2 separate regions of the Capra hircus genome follow, and region 2 is linked to region 1. The links are chromatin contacts, called in public Hi-C maps. All regions are on one chromosome and are shown on one strand. Each heading gives the region's core, a stretch centred on a gene start, on an enhancer-like site or on the middle of the called end of the contact. The rest is flanking DNA. Distances are from core to core; before and after follow the strand shown. Region 1 overlaps DNHD1 (dynein heavy chain domain-containing protein 1). Region 2 holds the start of MRPL17 (39S ribosomal protein L17, mitochondrial).

What was found. A called contact is a pair of places that touch in the nucleus more often than the background predicts.
Region 2: a Hi-C map of blood shows a contact between it and region 1, with 3 times the contacts expected there. The contact joins the promoter of MRPL17 here to the enhancer-like site in region 1. A contact is called at or near these places in 2 of 5 Hi-C or Micro-C datasets (both in blood).

Annotation. Positions count from the first base shown.
Region 1 is chr15:35,818,464-35,823,622 of ARS1.2, forward strand. It overlaps DNHD1 (dynein heavy chain domain-containing protein 1), which reads left to right. Exons shown (of 42, transcript XM_018058917.1): 12 at 2,272-2,429; 13 at 2,919-3,405. Among named protein-coding and RNA genes, the nearest start is that of DNHD1, 30 kb to the left of the region's middle. Within about 2 kb of position 3,353, at least 1 of the 5 cell types and tissues checked has an H3K27ac peak or open chromatin away from gene starts, as enhancers often do.
Region 2 is chr15:35,956,572-35,961,990 of ARS1.2, forward strand. MRPL17 (39S ribosomal protein L17, mitochondrial) reads right to left here and starts at 2,274. Exons shown (of 3, transcript XM_005709644.3): 1 at 2,007-2,274; 2 at 1,631-1,699; 3 at 702-1,301. The coding sequence starts at 2,180. The coding sequence ends at 1,026.

The DNA of each region.
Region 1 (5,159 bases), core at 2,103-4,602:
GTGTCCTGAGCTGGAGTAACTGGCCTGTGTTCTCTCAGCTGGTAGGAGTCCAGAGTGTCTGCCCTTGCTGACCTGGCTCTGCATTGTCTCCTGCTGACCTCTTTCCTCTTCTTCCCTTCCTATGGGAAGCGTGTCTCACACTACTGTTTGCTGGCTAAGTGCCTCCACCCAGGAGATGGCTGTGGAGAGACGCAGAGCACAGTAGATTGGGAAGCTGGTTCCTCTAGGAAATTGAGAGGTTCTATTTTGTGACCTAACACCCCCAGATGGCAATGTCTGCTTCCTGCAGAGACTAGGTACTTTCAGACCCATGCCCTCTAGGCCTGCTTGGTTTATGAAGGTGAGAGGCTTTGGAGCTGGGCCTCAAAGTGCTTGCATGCCTAGCTCTCCCTGCCTTTGCCCCTCCACAGATGAAAGCACAGGCTTCCTTAGGTATCTCCTAGGTGACAGAATTCCCTACACCTATCCCCGCCCTCCCTCCTAAATGTACAGAGGGTTCAGGCTAGCCAAGCAGGAGCAGGAGGGCCTGTGATTGACCTGCTTTCTTTCTGACCCTGGTTGCAGTGGGCTTTGCTCCACTCTTGCTCAGGAAGTCGGTGTTCTTTCTAATTTGTTGACTTCTGTGTCCCTAATCCAAGGTCAACTGACCTCTTTAAGAGGAACAGATGGAGAGAGAAAAGTGCTGGGTTCAGGACTGTGACTCTGTTTTTACCGGTTTGCATGACTTCATATCACTGAGCTTCAGTTTATTTGTAACATGGACATAATAATGTAGCCATTCACTGGGTTATGGGAAGGAGGATTAAATGAGATACTATTTGCAATATTCCTAGCATTGACTATGGCATGTAGCAAATGCTTAATTTTTCTTTCATTTCACCTTGTTCCCTTCTGTTCACTTTCATCCTTCTTTCATCCTTCTAGTTTTATCTATTTATCCTGCGACTTTGCTCCTCTTCTATCTGGGCTCCATTTAATAGAGAATGATAATGAGTTGGCCTCAACAGAATCTTGAGTTCATACTTTTCTCACCCATCTCCCTAATTCCACCACATCCAACCTGTCACCAAATCCTTTCCATTCTTCTGCCTCCTAAGTATCTCTCAAATGTCTTTTCCCATCCATCTCCAACTTGCAAGCCGGAGGAATCCTGGTATTTTATCAGTCCACTGCTCCCTCTTACCACATGGTGTCACTGTTGAGCTCTTGGTCTTCACCAACCTGGTGCTGCTGTTCAGAAAGCAGCACCATTGCGAAGGTCTAGCTACTGTCAGAGGCCAGTGGGACAGTTTGGAAAAGGATAAGTTCACATCTTTGTGTTCTGTTCAAACTTGAGTACACTTTGGAGGTTTTCTCGTCTTGGTTTTCTCAGTTTCAGCTCTTGGTGCCAATTCCTATCGGTTACTTTCTTCAAAACCCCATCGGATCCATTCCTTTTATGTCTCAATTATATGCATCTTGTATATCTCAAAGATGCTCATGAAAGATGAGTCAGTTTACTTTTAACCCTTCAAAGCATAAAATATAACAAGTTGGAAACAGGCTGCCAGAGTCTGAATCCTTGCTCTACCATATGAGCCATCATACTGGTATTATTCCTGTCCTTGGCCACAGTGGAGTTGTTCATATTGCCAAAGCCAGCTTCCAAGATTATCTTCCGGTCGCAAATCCACCTGACAGCTTCTTTCCTTTAATCCTTAAAAAATAAAAGGCAAAGTGCACACTCTTCTTGGTCCTTCTGCCACAGCAGATGCAGTAAGACTCCTCAGATGCAAACTGTTTATCTGTGGTGGGCGTTCTGCTGATCATGGACATGGTGTTCCCTTGCCTTTGCGCATGCTTTCATCCACTGGGTGTGCCCCTGGGAGCCTTAACCACGTTAGTACAGTCAGCTCCAGTGCCCCCTGGGGACGCCTCCCCCAGTCTCCTCAGGCTTCCTTCCTCTGCACTGAGCCAGGTTGAGGGCTGGCTGAAGAGCATTTATTGCACTGATACGTGATTGTCCATTTATATGTTTGTCTCTACTGCCATATTGTGAGCTTTTCTGGGTGAGAACCTTTCTGTCTCTCTCATCACCCTTGTCTGCTGGTGCCCAGCACGGGCCCCAGTGAACTGCAGCTAATGACACCAGGCAGGGGTCCAGTATGTGTCCAGTGACTGAGGGAACCAGTTCATGCTCTGGCTTCCCCTTCAACCTGCTCTCAGTCCAGCCTCCCCTGGATGCTCCCTGGCCACTACAGCCCCTCACGCCTCACTCTCTCCTGTCTTCAGAATCCAAGCTGGTAAACATCAGGAAGGACATTCTTGAACAGGTACAGAATGAGTGCCAGAGCCGCAGTCAGCAGCTAATAACAGAGCTCACAGGTTTCATGAAGGCCTTCCAAACCATCAACTCAGACATCCACTCCATCGCATGGTGCTCCCAGAAGGTGGGTGCTCCCCATCCTTCCTCTCCAACTTATCCAGGGCCATCCCGCTCATGTGCTAAGCACACTCCCTTCCGGTCTCTGCTGAGCTCCCAGTGGGGCTGTATGCCCTTAAACTGCATTCACCTGTGTGACCTGCCCTGGCCAGTTCTCACCCTGTTCACATGGTCCTCAGTGTCCTCATGAAATGGGGAGGCCCTGATGTGATGAGAGACAGTCCTGCTTTCAGAGAGAGAGTTCTACTCTCTATATGTTTAAGTAGAGATCCATTGCCCTGTCCTCAGGGCAATGACTTGATGGAGGAGGAGCTGTGCTGTCTTCAGGGAGACCTTGGTCAGATGGGGATCTGCTCTTGGACTGCCCTGATCTCGGCGGGTTAAAAGGCAACTGCTAGGACCTGGAGCCTCTAGCAGGAGGGAGTGCCCCTCAGGATGGGTGCAGAGAGGTGCACAGGGCTGTGTGGGCGCTGGTCTCATGCTGTCATCCCTGCAGCTGAATGAGGCCAACGAGCGGTACGCTGAACTGGAGGAGCAAATGGAATACACGCGGTCACTCTACGAGCTCATCCGCAACCACTTTGGCCTCTTCAGTGCTGAGAATGAGGCACTGGACATCTCGGTGAGAAGGCATCTCCTCTGCCCCACCCGCTGCTCCTCCCCCCAGCCCCCAGCTCTGCTTGACCGCCCTCTGCCTGCCCCTCAGCTTATGGACACGTGGGAGTCATTCCAGTATGAGAAAAGCCAGGCCTCAGAGTTCCTGCTCAGCAAGCGGCATGCCATCGTGCCCAAGCTGCAGCAGCTGATGGCCACGGCACTGGTGGAGCTGGAGGGCATGATTGAGAAGGCCCTGTCTGGTCCGTTCATGGACCCTGCACAAGAGCAGAGGAACACCGAGCGCCAGCTCATCTCCCTGGAGCGTCAGTACCAGAACACAGTCAGCAGCCTCTCTGACCTGCACCATGCCTACACTGCCTTCACTGGTACCCAGGGCCCCGCCCCCTCCGCCACCACCACCCTTGGGTGGCGTGATCCTGGGTGGTGTGATCCTGGGTGGTGTGATCCTGGGTTGTGTCCTGGGTGATCCTAAGCAAGTCTTAGGAGTCACATACCTTCATTTTAGTCTCTTTCAATGCAAAGATTGCAGGACAAAATCTAAACCCATTGGCTATGTCAAGTGTTATCCTTAGGGTGGGGATAAGCGTTGTGCCTAGACGGGAGCTCATGGTCTGGAGGAGAAGGCAACTAGGTGAGTGTTCCATCTGAATGTGATGGGATCAGAGGGCTAAAAGCCTGCGCAGAGAAATGTAAATGTGTTCTCGTCGTAGTCTTTAGCCTTTGTGTAGCCCTGTTCAACTCAGGCCTCCAGCAGGCAGCAGGTCCCAGATGAAAACAGGTGTGGATGCTCCGTGGCCACTGCTTCCAGCCAGTGTGGTGGAGAGAGGCGGCTGCTGAGGGCTTCCCTGGCCCCAAGGGGAGACCCGGACCGAACTCCTGGTCTTGGCCCTTCTGTGCAGTGTGTGGCTGGGCTGGTTCCCTTCTGCATGGGAAGGACTTTGTGGGCTGCAGGTTCTTTCCTCAGGTGCAGCCACTTCTGTCGCTCACTTGTATCCCTTGCAAGGGATATTGCTTCTGAGTTGACTCTTAGCCAACTGCCAACTGTTACCATCTCTGACTGTGAGGTCCCCAATCCCAGGGAGGAGACACTCTGGGACCATCCTAAAACAAGGGACTTTTCCTTTGGTCAAGTACTGGGGGACCCTCATCCCATGCAAGGCAATGGCACTCCACGCCAGTACTCTTGCCTGGGAAATCCCATGGACGGAGGAGCCTCGTAAGCTACAGTCCATGGGGCCGCACAGAGTCAGACATGACTGATGTGACTTAGCAGCAGCAGCATCCCATGCTCTAGCTGATGTAGACCACAGACCTTGGCCTTTCCTGCTAGTGGTTGGGAGGTTTGTGGAAAAGTAGAATACGGGACTCTGGCCTTGCGGGGTTTCACCTGGAAAACTGCACAGCATTGATTTTATTTCCTTTTTCCACCCCTGTCTCTTCACCAAACTCCCAGTTTTTATTATTAATACAACACTCTAGGATCTTAGATCTAGACCATTAATGCTACTGTTTATTTTCCATTCTGTGTCTTTTATTTTACTTGCTATCTTTGACATTTGCTTTGTTCTATAACTGTGTTAACAACTATTTTGACATCTAAGGTTGAATGGTTTTGTTTACCCACTTCCAGTTTTAAAAATACCACATCTTTTTAGTTTTTTTCACTTCTTTCTTGGATGGCTGCAGTAAATCTTTGAGTTGTTTTTTTTCTAAGAAGGGAGTTGGAGGTGTTAGAATTTCTAAGCTATTTATGACTAAGAATGACTGTATAATGTCCTTATATCACAGCTTGGCTAAATATTAGATTCTGAAGTCAAAAAATTGGCTCCTCTGTCCTTGGGATTAAGAGTAGTCAAGAATGTCAGGGAGGGTGGGTAGCAGTTCTTAATGGGGGGGGTGGGCACTGCCTAGGTCTCATTCAGAAACTGACGTTTGATCAAGGACTCGAATGTGGTAAGGGAGTGAGCCATATAGTTCTCTAGAGGAGAGTGTTCCTGAGAGAATGAGCTGCCAGTCAAAGGCCCTCAGCAAGAAGGAGCAGGGCTGATGTATCTGAGCAATAGTGAAGGGTGGTGTGGCTGAAGTGGCCTAAGAGAGACGGACTCTAATCAATAGAAGA
Region 2 (5,419 bases), core at 1,024-3,523, 140 kb after region 1:
CGAAGATAAAAATCTTTTTTTCACTGTACTAGAAATCTGGGATCTGCTAGGCCCTGCTATCCCGTATTCATGCAGGGATGATAGCTCCAAGACTTCCCATGACTATCTCCCAAGTGAAGCCTGTGAGTGTGAGGGATGGGCAGCCTGGCTGGGCCCAGTCTGGCTTCGCAGTTCCTAGTGCACATAAAGGAACTTCCTACTTCTCACATCCTGACCATTCTGAAGACGGATTTCCTTCTTCCGAGTTCTCAGAGAGGGCCAGATTTGACAACAATGAAAACTTCCAGGAAATTCCCACGTATTTAACTTTCTAATCTTTCTTCCACTTCTACCCTCTTCTTCACCCCTCCATTCCCACCCTCAAAGGAAGGAGCTTATCCTGCAGTCAACATCCTCTGCTACATGCTTCCACTCTCCTGGCCAGGTTGATGGTCCTCTCCTCTGAAGTCCGTTCAGGGTTTGAAGGGAGCACTTGAAGGTAACATGTGATCCTGTCCAGAAACAGAGGATTGGAACCTTGAAGGTTCCTAGGGTGCCAGATTATTACAGAAAGTTCACTTCTAGATGTTCACCCTCTAACCCTTCAGGAAGTAATCTTTTAAGAAATCCCGGGGGCTCAGTCTCTGTGCTAGATAACAAAACTCAATCACCTATGGGGGCCACTTTGGAATTACAGAATACATGCCCCATATAATCAGGCATGAAGAAAAACAAAACCGTGTTAATTCAACACAACCCAGATTAAGAGCCAGAAACATGCCATGAATTTACTGCCTCATACAGACCGATGTAGAGTTCTCATTCTCCAGAAATCCAAAGGGGGGAAAACAATCAGTTTACATACATACAATGATTTTTACCTATTGTGCAAAGAAAAGGGTATCTGGCTCTCAGAAAGTTCTGGGCTCCAGACTCCAATCAGAGAGTCCATTTTACAACTCAAGCTCCAGTTCTTAGAGCTGAATAGAGCTCCCAAGGCCTGTGATCACGGGCACTGATGAGGGCCACATGCCCTTTGGCTTCAGTTAAACCTCTGGTGTTTGAGCTGGGTGGGAACTGCGGGTGCTTGCTTCCTGGTCCTGCCGCAGCCCCTGAAGCAGCTGGTTTAGGAGTGTAAGGTTGCTGTCTCTGCGTGGCAGGGGCAGGGGTGGGAGACAGTTTCCTCTGTACTCAATCACTGCCATTTTGGCCCGATCCTGCTGATTCCGATTTGGGATCTGCAGCATTCTCGTGTAGCCCCCATTCTGACCTTGGTACCGAGGGGCCAGTACTTGAAACAGCTTTGGGATCAAGTCTTTCTCCTAGACGGGGAGAGTTTTCCAGGAGAGAGCAGAGTCAGGCACCATCACCGACACATTAACTTTCAGCATCCCCAAAGGTAGGGTTCAAACACACACACACCCACATCCCTTCCCTCACCCTCTGACGTGGCATTATAAACTGATCAATTATGGGCAGTTGTGTAGACTGAGATTCACGTTGAACTCAACGTAGGACATATATCTCTTACTTAGTTCACATTTGTCCGTAAGTGCGTGCCTTAATTTCGCCCAATTCCCTTTCCTCTAACAACTCCCTTCCACTTAGGAATCAAAGGATAAGATCTGGGAAGTGGACAGGATGCACTCACCGTGAGCCAGAAGTCCGCCATGCGCATGGCTCGTTCGTTGGTGTCTCCCAGCTTCCCGTAGTCGATGAGCTGTGAGGACACAATATCACTCACCAAAATCCGAGCAAGAAAGGAGGCGTCAATCTTAATCTTCTAATGCCAAATTGCAACCAATTCATTCCATACTCTAGCAAAGCATGTCGCTAATTCAGGCTGCCTCTAAACACGCTGTCCTAATCAGGTCTCCATTTGAGGGGCCACAGGAGTAGGTTCAGCTCATGGTAATGAGACTTCGGGCCCTCTTTACCAGGGCGGTCCCAATTCTTCCCCAACTCCAGCCGGATCCCGCCCCCTCAGGCCAGACCTAGGAGAGGCACAAGAGGGTCACGCCCCTTACCTTCTCGGCGTAGCCCCTCAGCTCGTCCACGCGTGCCCATGACGCCTCGATGCGTTCGTGGCGCACCAGTCCCGTAAGCAAGTTCTGCAACAGGTGAATGCGGGACTCGGGACCAAGGCCTAGACGGCGGTATACGCGGCCGTGGGAGACCGCGGCGGCGAACGACAGCCGCATGTCCCCCGCTGCTCCCGACCTCTGTGAGGCCGGAACTGGAAACTTAGAGACGCGGCCGAGAGGCGGAGCTTAGAGGACCCACGCGCCTTACGTAGCTGCGTGGTGGACGTGTTTGCGCATGTGTATCAGAGCCTGCCTCGTTGGCAGCCTTGGGGAGGGCGGGGACGGGGCGTTGACCTCGTCCGGAGGAGGAGAGACGGGCGGAGTTTGGTCTTTCGAGCGCGGCTGGTTTGCCCGGGAACCAGGCGCCCCCTGGTGTGGAGTGAGCAGGCCGACGGTTTCTCTGGTGCTGCGACAGTCGTCAGGGGACCCCGCGCTGGGAAGCTCAGCTTGGAGCTGGCTTGTAGCGTGAGGACCTGAAGAGGAAAGTGCTTGGAGGTGTTCCAGTCCTTCAGGCCGGGGGACCTGCTCTTTCTGAGGCGCGGGGAGTCTGACACTCTGAGCGTGTCAATTTTGAAAAGCAAATTATTTTCAGCAGTAATGGCGAAATGAATGGAATAACAATGATAGGAAAGAAATAGAGATGGTGAAAATTTTCTTTCCTTGAAGTTGTTGACTGGGAAAAAAAAGCACAACGTAAAAGTTGAGAGTTGTTTTACCTAGCAGACAAAACTGAGGACTTGATCCCACGACACAGTAGCTAAGATAACTCCGAGAGGCTATGGTGGCAGAGGGGGTTGTAGAAGGGGTTTGGAGTGGGTGGGGGGCAGAAAATATAAGAGATTTTGCAGGGAAGACAGGGTAGTTGGAGCATCAAAAGATTATCTTAAAGAAAGCCAGATATCTCAAGGGATTTAGTGCTTTTTTATGTATGAGAAGATGGAAGAGTCTAGGCTCACTGAGATCATTGTTTTGATATGCATCCCAGCTATTTGGGGCTAGTATGAGTGAGTTGGTGATGGACAGGGAGGCCTGGCGTGCTGCAATTCATGGGCGACTGAACTGACTGACTGATCCTGTTTTCTCATCCCGAGTCTCCTCAGGTTGCTCCATTCAGTGAGTGGCTGCAGTGTCTGATGATTCACTGGGGAGGGTTATGTTTCTGTCCTGAGTTTCCTTGGGGTTTACTGTGGTGGAGAGGAGGGTCTGCACAGGCTGATGGCTGCAACATCGTTTCTTTACTGATGTGGCAGGTGACATTTTTAATCCACAAAGCAAATCTAAGTGTTAGGTAGGTAGAACAGGGGAAAGGAGTCCAAAATGGTGGTGGCTACAGACAAGGAAAGGAAAAGCCCGTGAAAATGAAATAAAAGGTCCGAGGACTGGAGTGAGGACCTCAGGTAAAACAAACAACACTCCTGGCTGGCCCAGTTTACATAGGACAGGCCCAGGGAGAGATAAACATATAAATAGAGGAGCCAGAGCCAGCTCTGTCTCTCTCTCCTGCGCTCTGGGGCGCTCTTCTCAAGTCTTTAGATCGACGTGCCCTCACACCTTGAAGATGGATTTTCCTGCTATCTTCTAAATAAAATAGAGCTGTAACACTGATTTGTTTAAGAGCTATAACACGGTTCATTTGAGACCTGAGAGCTATAACACGGTCTATCCAAGACCTGAGAGCTGTGACACGCCGAGGGGGCTTTAATATCTGTCACTCCAAATCTTTGTTGTGAGGAGACAAAGAATCGAGGAGCATACACTCGCGTGACATAACCATCCTAGTTGAAGAAAAAGTGCTGTGCTCAAAGAAAAAGTAATGATTTAATATTTTTAAATTCAGTTCAGTTCAGTTGTTCAGTCGTGTTTGACTCTTTGCAACCCCATGGACCACAGCACGCCAGGCTTGGTCCTGGCACTCCATCACCAACTCCGGGAGTTTACCCAAACTCATGTTCATCGAGTCAGTGATGCCATCCAACCATCTCATCCTCTGTGGTCCCCTTCTTCTGCCCTCAATCTTTCCCAGCATCAGGGTCTTTTCAAATTAGCCAGCTCTTTGCATCATTAAAAAAAAAATTACATCACTGTGTTTTTTATCTTAAAAGGGGAAAACATACGTATGCATTTATGTGTTAAATAAATGAACAAAAGCATTATAATTTCTGGTTTTGAGCCTTTGTGTCAGCTGATTTGCAATGACTTAGTCAAAATTGTTCCTTGTTATGTATTCAGATGTGTCCTCCCCGCAAAAAATATATGCTAAGTCCCACCCGACCCCCACACCTCCTGTATCTCCTTCACCCAATACCTCAGGATATGACTTTCTGTGGAAATAGAGTCCTTGCAGATGTAATTGGTTAAGATGAGGTCATACTGGACTAGTTCAGTTCAGTTCAGTCGCTCAGTACAGTCGTGTCTCACTCTTTGCAACCCCATGGACTGCAGCTGGACTAGGATGGATGCCTAATCCAAAATGGCTGGTGTCCTTATAAAAAGAACACTTGTGAAGAGACAGAGACACACAAGGACAATGCTATGTCACCAGGAAGGCAGAGATCAGAGTTGTCTAATACAAGACAAGGATTCTGGCAAACATAAGAAACATAAGAGCAACTGAAACTGTCAAGTGTCCTGTTGGGAGGCTCTGAAGAGTTGTGGTCCTTTATGTCTCAGTGCAGAAAGAATTCAGCGAGAGGCAAAGTGATAGATAAGAATTGATTTATTAGGATAGGACACTTGTGAGATGTACAAGCAGGCAGATGAGAGGTTGCTGCACTCGAAGAACTTACTGGGCTACAGTTTTATAATCCAAAAGTGTGGAGGAGGAGAAGAAGACTTGTCATTCTTGAGTAGAGGTCATGCTTCCATCATTTGGTCCTCCTCCAGGCTGGGCAGGGGAGTTTTCTTGTCCCTACGTGGTCAAGCTAGGTTTAGTTTTGAAAAATTTCCTTAGTTGGAAGCAACAATTATGCAAATATGAAAAGTATTTTTTTAGGAACATTCTTAAAGATATGGATATGTTGGCAGAAAATTATACAAACCATAGTTCACAATAAATTCCAGAAATTGCAATATTCTCTATGTCTCAGGTATTTGGAATTAATTCTTATAGCTTTCAGTTATCTCCGCATTATACTATAACATCATCATCAAAAAATTCATCCTAAATTTCTACTGGTAAAAATTGGGTAGATTTTCTTCTTTGCAAAATTCAGGGAAATTGAGTACTGACACTGGTGTTATTTGATCCATTGCTTTAAAAAAGGAATATCCACATGGTGAAAATGTACAGCATCAAACATCATCCTTATTTGTATAGGTTGGTGCAAATGTAAATGTAATTGTGGTTTCAGATCACA